Regions from separate parts of the Mus musculus genome. Here region 2 is linked to region 1. Evidence: chromatin contacts called from public HiChIP or PLAC-seq data. All regions are on one chromosome and are shown on one strand. Each heading gives the region's core, a stretch centred on a gene start, on an enhancer-like site or on the middle of the called end of the contact. The rest is flanking DNA. Distances are from core to core; before and after follow the strand shown. Region 1 holds the start of Pdcd10 (programmed cell death 10). Region 2 holds the start of Platr10 (pluripotency associated transcript 10).

Region 1 (3,592 bases), core at 793-3,292:
TCTTGCAGTAAACCAGAATAGTATGACAAAAGAAGAAAATAGAAGGTGATTTCTGGATCTTATTGACCCCTCTTTAAACAATCTCAAGTATTCTGGCACCCTATGGAATAGTCAACTGTCACAAGAAAGCCATTTCAGAGCAGAGTATGCTGCAATATGCTACATGACTAACAGGCATATAATCTGGGACACTATTTCACAACAAAAAAATGAACTAAGCACGTAGAATTTTAGTACTTTTCCAACCCAAAAGGCTGTAATCTGTCATAGGTGCAAAGGTAGGATTGACTACCTAACATAACAAGTATTACAACATAATTCCACCCGTATGTATTACTAGCATTCAAAAGAGTATACACACAATGAGAATGAACTATTATTGTGTGATACTATATACCTCTAAAATGAGAGCCCATTATAAAATACTAAAGGTTATCATTTTACACATACTCTCTTCAATAGAGGAAAGCTCCTCCACACAGTTCCCTTGTACTCCTGTTTTTAAAACACGAACAAACGTTACCGGACACAAATGAGAGAATAAGAAGCAGCGAGGAAGTACACCATATGTTCCCGTTGTAGGCTAAACCCAGGTCTTTGTTTCAATATTCCAGCGCCAGCAGGAAGGAAAAGCCAAATACCCACCCATTTCAATTTATTTTCTCATTAATGCTGGTAAAAGTTATACTTAGGATAGGTTTAGCCGGAACCCATCCTATCTTATTATTTGCTTCTTTAACCCATATCTTTTGCAATCCAAAGACCCTGCAATACAACCGGTTATCTTGGATAGACTGTCCGTGGCAGGACAATCTGATAAACTAACACAAGCGTCAGGCACTGAAGAGGACAAAGTTATTTTCTTAGTGAAACAGTTACAAAGTGGTTCTCTATCAATGCCAATTTTGCCTTTTTAACAGCTACGCATCTAGCTTGACACCATCCACCTGGTACTCAATTAGCAGGGCTTTCTTCAATCTTGTGATCTCCCAGACCAGTTTTAATGGTGCAACTCAAAACAAAATCCTTAACCACGCCCTTAATATCCCAGGCAGAGTTACCTTTTGTTTTTTGTTTTTTTTCTCTCTCTCTACCAAAGTCTGTAATTGTACGTAATTGTACTGAAAAGGTTTGCACCGCGATCCTAAGTCAACATAGCACTCTTTCCTCCAGTATCCAGGCGTTCCTATTGTCAGATGCCTTCCTCCCCAGGTTGCTGTGCTGTAGCCCGCAAGTGGCGCCCACGCTTACCTCCTTCACACCTGCAATCCCCGCTCGGGATGCTGGAGAGGATGCTGGGCAGGCTGAGACTGCTCCGGATGCTGCTCTTGCCTCTCTCCAGGGAAACTACAGACTAGGCTGAGCTGAAGCTTCTTCTGAGATTCAAGCTCCGCCTTCCCCGCCTCTAATTGGCCGAAGCTCGGGCTGCGGCTCCTCCCACTGCCATCTGCGCAGCCTAGGCGCAGAGCGGTACCCGAGGTCTCTTAGTTCCTGGTGCTCTGACCCCTTCATTTCGGACTTTCTCCCCTCTGGCATCGCACCTGGCCCTTCCTCAGGTCCTGCTTAGCTCTTTTAGCCGGCTGGTCCAGTGAACACGGGAGTGGGCTGTCCTTTGGGGGTATGGGGGTACTGTTGCTTCGGAGTAGGCGGAGCCCACCGGTCTAGCCCCTAGAGCCTTCCTCCCCGCCTACCCATGGACTCAGCCCAGCCTCCTGTCGCTTGCTACCTCTGGCCCCCCGCCCTTTTCTTTACACCCATCCGAGGGCACCTCCCATCGGTGGGCGTGGCGTTGTGGGCTATCTTCTCATTCTGATTGGTGCAGGTGAGACTCGGCCCCGCCCTCCCTCGTTTCTGGGCGCGCTCTCTCTTCATCTCCTCCCCTCCCTCAAAGACAGGGAACTCTCTTCTGATTTGCTAGAAGTGTCCCCACCTATTGCCTAAGGCGTTCTCGCACAGCCTTCTGGGAAATGTAGTCTTACTATTGCAGGAAGTGCTAACGGAAATGGAGGGCGGAACTACAAATCCCCATCGGGCCTTGCGCGACTCCTGCTGGGCAGGATTCCGGACAACGCCTGGTTCCTTTCGGGTCCTTCCGGCGTCGCCGGAGTGAATTGATCCGGGAGTTGAAGAGGGCTCCAAAGGTGGGAAGTGAAGTCCGTGCCTCAGTTGCCGGTAAGGCGAGGTTTCTCGGTTCGGGTCCGCACGGCTCCGTGGGCAGCCAGAGCGGCCTGGGGTCAGGCGGGGACCGAGGCGGAGGTGCTGAGGCTAGGCTCTGGCCGGCGGGGCGGACGGGTGGGGAGCCGGGCCTTGTGGGCGTCAGCGAGGTCTCTACGCGAGCTGCGGAAAGCTGGGTTTGTAAATGCCTCCTGCCCAGCCCGGCCCGGCGCCTCCAGGAAGTCCGCTGTGGGTTTGGGTGGAGGGGAAGGGTGAGGTCGGCCTCCCGGGTCTCCACTGACCGAGGGGGCGGATGTGGTGGGGTGAGGTCCCGGGCAGGTGAGGCTAAAGCTTGGCTAGGCCTGGAGGGAGCGTGGGTGCCCGGGAGTCGCCTCCCGGTGTGGCTGGGGTTATGCCCTTTGAGGGAAGAAGAGAGACAGTGTTGACAGTTCCGACTCAGTTCCAATTTCCTCTCTGAGGAGGTGATTCTTAACTCGGAAGGTTTGTGCCTCTTGACTCCAATACGTCAGATGGATGTATACTTCTCAAGTGCCCTCGAAGCGCTTTCACTTTGGGATGCTAATGAGACTACTGTAGAAGCAAATGACGTGCCCAAGGTCACACAGATCTTCAGAGTCTAGTCCTCCGAAAGTCCAGTTTCTGACCAGAGTTGTCGGCTTAGGAAGAAAGAGTGGGGAGGTGGGTGGTAGTACTGGAAGCAGATAGAAGAAGTTGCAAAGTAGTGTGCCTGTTTGTCAGAAACGGTTGTGAGGTGCAGAGAGTTGGTTTGTTGACGTGGAGTGGAAGCTTTGCCAAAGCATCCTCTCTAATGTTCTGTAAAACAGGAAGGATCGCTTTAGCTTAGATCTTTACCCCTTTTTCTGGGGTCTACTGAATGATAACACTCACTTTCCACACGCCATTTTTAAAGGATAGATAATATTTAGGAATAGCTCAGTGTTGCCATTAAGAGAATAGTCCTTTTCATTTCTATTTTCTTACCATTTTCAAAAACTATGGGTGAAACTTTCACAGAACTTACTTTACAGATATTCATGCTTTCATTAAGTGAAAATTAAGTGCAGAATCTTGGAGAAATTGTACCATGTTCATTACAAGAAGTGACCCTTTGGGGGGGGGGGTCAGGTTTTTACTTTTCTCTCATTTTCTTCACTCCATGTGTAGACAGTAAAACATACACTTGTATATTTTCTTTTCTTGGCATCATCAGTGAGTTTTAATTCATTCTTATTTAATGTTAATGAATGATAAAAATGATGCTTCTATATTGAATGGAAAGAACTGCAGGCTTACTATGTAAATTAAAATATAAATACATAGTATGTACTGTAAGTATATATGCTATATATTGAATGTGCTTTGCTTGCCATGATTAATATTAATTTTTTTTTAATGCAAAGCTGTTTCTGGGATCAGA
Region 2 (3,534 bases), core at 496-2,995, 99 kb before region 1:
CTTTTAGGCCTGGCATAATTCTTTGATCACTTGAGATGGTTATGTTGTCAACTTGTTACAATGTAGCATCATAATGGAAGAGAGTCTCAATCAGGTTGGGGGGTGGCTGTATCTGAGAAGCATTGTCTTGAGGGTTAATTGAGGTGGGAGAACCTGATTGTGTGCAGCATTATTTCACGGGCTGGGCTCTCAGCTGTATCAGAGTAGGGAAAACTAGCAAACAGGCAAGCAGCATACGTGGACTCCTCTCTCCATTCTTAGAAGTAGATGTGAGATGGTGGAGCTCCGACTTCTTCAACTCCCCTGTTATGGTGAACTCTAACCTGGAGTTGGAAGGCACATACAACCTTTCCTCCCAGTGCTGTCTTTTGTTCAGGTATTTGTCACGACAGAGAAATGAAGCTAGAACAACACCAAACCATGTTCTGGAAAACATTGGCTTCTTTTAAAGTAATAACATTTTAATATTTTTTGTATTATACTGCAAAGGAATTGAGATAAACTATAGACTGAGAGAAAACATTTGCAAATAACATATTTGACAAAGGTCTCAAACCATTTGAATTTTTAAAATTCAAATAAGAATGAAAAACCTAATAAAGGAAATAATCCAAAGATTAAAATAAATATTACCAGAGAAGGTACATAGCAGTAAAAATGAAAAATATGTCTGAATATAGAAACCATGTCATTAGGGGTAAATTAATTTAAATTGTAAGTAGAAACAATTACACATTTCAGAATGGCCAACACCTACACAACAAACAGATATCAGCACATGCAAGTGTTTGCACAATCTGACAGTAGCAAGTGCTAACTCAAACACAGATCAACTGGAAAAGGCCTAGTGCTGCAGTTACTATGTGAATAGGGGCAGTTTCTTACAAATATACTATTGTTACATGATTCAGGATGCCCCATTCAGTGTTTTATTTTTATTATGCAGATTTGGAAAAAGTATTTTTTTACAAAAGTTCTCATCAACCTTTATATGAGTTTTTACAACAATACTATGTAACTGCCAACAATTAGCAATGACACAAATATCATTAATGTGTTAGCAGATTAACACACCATGGAATATATAGGCAGTAGACCAATTCAGCCATAAAAACCAAGAACATATAATTTAAATAAAGATGCTTAATGACTCTTGCATATGTCACAGGTGAATAATATAACATCTTGAAACTTTACCTGTCGTGGTGTTTATATAAATCAAGAAAAGACAAAATGGTAGAAACAAAGAGCAAATGAACGAGTGCTGGAAAACGCAGGCAGAACGGGGTGACTGCTACCAGTGTCTGTGTCTAATGTTTTCATGGCCTCTTAGATGAAGAACTGAAACTCGGCTCACACAGATATGCAAAAGAAGCAAGACCACTTGATTTTGAGTAAAACAATTGTTCAGGTTAAGAGAGATACATTATTAAGGTTGATAGAGGGCCACATTAATAAGAGTTCTCAAGGGGCCCAGGCAACTTTATAGTATTTTTATATGGACTTTAAGAGGAGAGAATGATTACTAAGGGGTATAGTTTGGGCAACTTAATTTTGATTGATAGATTACATCATATAATAATTTCATGTAACCTCCCCCCACAAGCCTGAAGCAGGCTGAGCCAGACCTTGACTTTGCTTACCACTAAGGAGATCACCTAGGGTGGAGCCTGCCTCTCTGGATCACTCTATTGTTCTGCCTCTGCCACTGCTCCTACCTGCTGGGAGTCTGCCTAGCTATTCTGGAGCCTACACGTGGTCACCTGAAGCTGGCTCCAAGGATGATTTGGTGGGAATGGGCTTCCCCTCTCCTTTATAAAGTGTGTCTGCCATTAAAAATTTGAACCTTGAGCAGACTAGCTTGTCTTGGTTCCATTATTTCTCTACCTGCCTAGATTCCCTCTTCTCTTCCAGTTCCGAGATGCCTCCCAGGCTCGAACCCGGACATGAGAGCCGCAGGCCGGCCCCAACCATTTGGCGAACCAACTTGGGACTTAGGAATGGCAGAGGACATTTGGAAGAAACACTGCTGGTTTGGAGCTCCATGGAAGAAGAAAAGAATTAAAGAAAATTCATACCGGAGAAGGTGTGGTATGGGCTAAGCTGGAACAGCGTTAAACCAGCACGCTGGGTTCACTTAAGTTCAGCAGTGAGATACAGGATCTAGGAATGTGACAGGCAGTTAGCCGCAGCTTCCAGAAGCTACTTTTTTAGGTGAGAGAAATAAAAGGGTTTAATAAAAGGGATTTAATAATTAGGCGGATTGGTCGCAGTCAGAAACTGCATTAGGCGGGGGGGAAAATGTCCCAGAAGCAGAGAGAAATTTTAGGGGTACTCTGCTTTGTTCTCTCTGAGCCCTACAGTAGAAGTCCTCTGCCCTCTTTGTGTTTTTGTCTAAGGTCTTGTCTAAAGTCTGGTGCACCGGTCTGTCCACGTGTTCAATTCATGTATGTTCATGGCTAGTCTGAATGAATGAATTTCTGTGTTTTCATATTGGAAGATAAAAGGTGACTAAAACTTTCTCTGCTGGTATAGCAAAGCTGAGAGGACCACAGGATCAGGCACAGCAGGAGAGCCCCTGCTGGAAAAATTGTTTTTTTTTTTGTTTGTTTGTTTTTTGTTTTTTGTTTTTTTTTTTAAAGAGAGTCTGCAGCCTCATGGTATTGGGGCAAAAAAAGCTGATAGATGTTTTTTTCCTAAGAAAATTCTCTGCATTCGTGATTATTGCATTTGGCTAATGACAAAGTGCTTTTTATTTTATAATTATAGCTAGAAAAAACTAATATTCTCTGATTGATCTAAGTGTAGCTGATTCATTTGGTTTTTTACTGGTAATGTGCTCTGCATGTCTTCACAATCAGCTCATGAGTTATTGGTTGGGATTAAATAATTGTTACATTGGTAACAGAGGGTTAGCCTTAAATTGACAACTCAGGAGTTTTTCAAACACGTGGCATACGCAGGCAAAAAAAAAAAAAACTAAACAAACAAACAACAACAAAACAGGGCCTCCTAAGATACTTCTAGCTGAGATAATATTTAATGTGATTCTTATCCTAGAAAGTAAGATTAAGATAAGATTTAAAGCAAGGTCTCTTTAATGAAGCATTAAAGCTTGCACTGTCATAAATTCATAGGTATAAATTGGCAGCCAAATCTCGCAATGTAATAGTGAAGTTTTAATGTTGATTCTTAAGGTGATAAATTGTTTTGAAATTGGGTTTTGTTTACCCAAGGTTGTAGTTATAATTTAATATTGCAAAAGAAACTTAGTAGTTCTAAAATCTGTCCTCATTACAGGAGGGCCAAAATGCTTGAGTTAGGAAATTTTTTCTTATGTTCGAGTTAATGCAAGTTCAGAGCAGCCTCGGGGAAGTTGGTGAGAAATCTCCTTTGTTTCGAATACTGTGACTAGGAAAGTTCTGAGAACCTCCCCTCTCCCTGCCTTCAGGAGAGAATTCCTTTTAGCTGTAAGAGCACCTTTGCAGATGTTGTTCTAAATAAAGTTTAAATTCTAAGTTTATTAAAAAAAGG

The links. HiChIP or PLAC-seq counts read pairs in DNA pulled down with a chosen protein or histone mark.
Region 2: a contact with region 1 is called in an H3K27ac HiChIP or PLAC-seq map of embryonic stem cells, with 42 read pairs. The contact joins the promoter of Platr10 here to the promoter of Pdcd10 in region 1. A contact is called at or near these places in 4 of 39 promoter capture datasets (the HPC-7 cell line, embryonic stem cells, hematopoietic stem and progenitor cells and 1 more), 9 of 484 Hi-C or Micro-C datasets (differentiating embryonic stem cells and embryonic stem cells), 9 of 115 datasets of contacts at active chromatin or transcription factors (embryonic stem cells and epiblast stem cells) and 1 of 9 other capture datasets (adipose tissue).

What each region holds. Positions count from the first base shown.
Region 1 is chr3:75,555,302-75,558,893 of GRCm38.p6, reverse strand. Pdcd10 (programmed cell death 10) reads left to right here and starts at 2,042. Exons shown (of 8, transcript NM_019745.4): 1 at 2,042-2,172. Serpini1 (serine (or cysteine) peptidase inhibitor, clade I, member 1) reads right to left here and starts at 1,401. Exons shown (of 9, transcript NM_009250.3): 1 at 1,252-1,401.
Region 2 is chr3:75,653,942-75,657,475 of GRCm38.p6, reverse strand. Platr10 (pluripotency associated transcript 10) reads left to right here and starts at 1,745. Exons shown (of 3, transcript NR_040539.1): 1 at 1,745-2,086.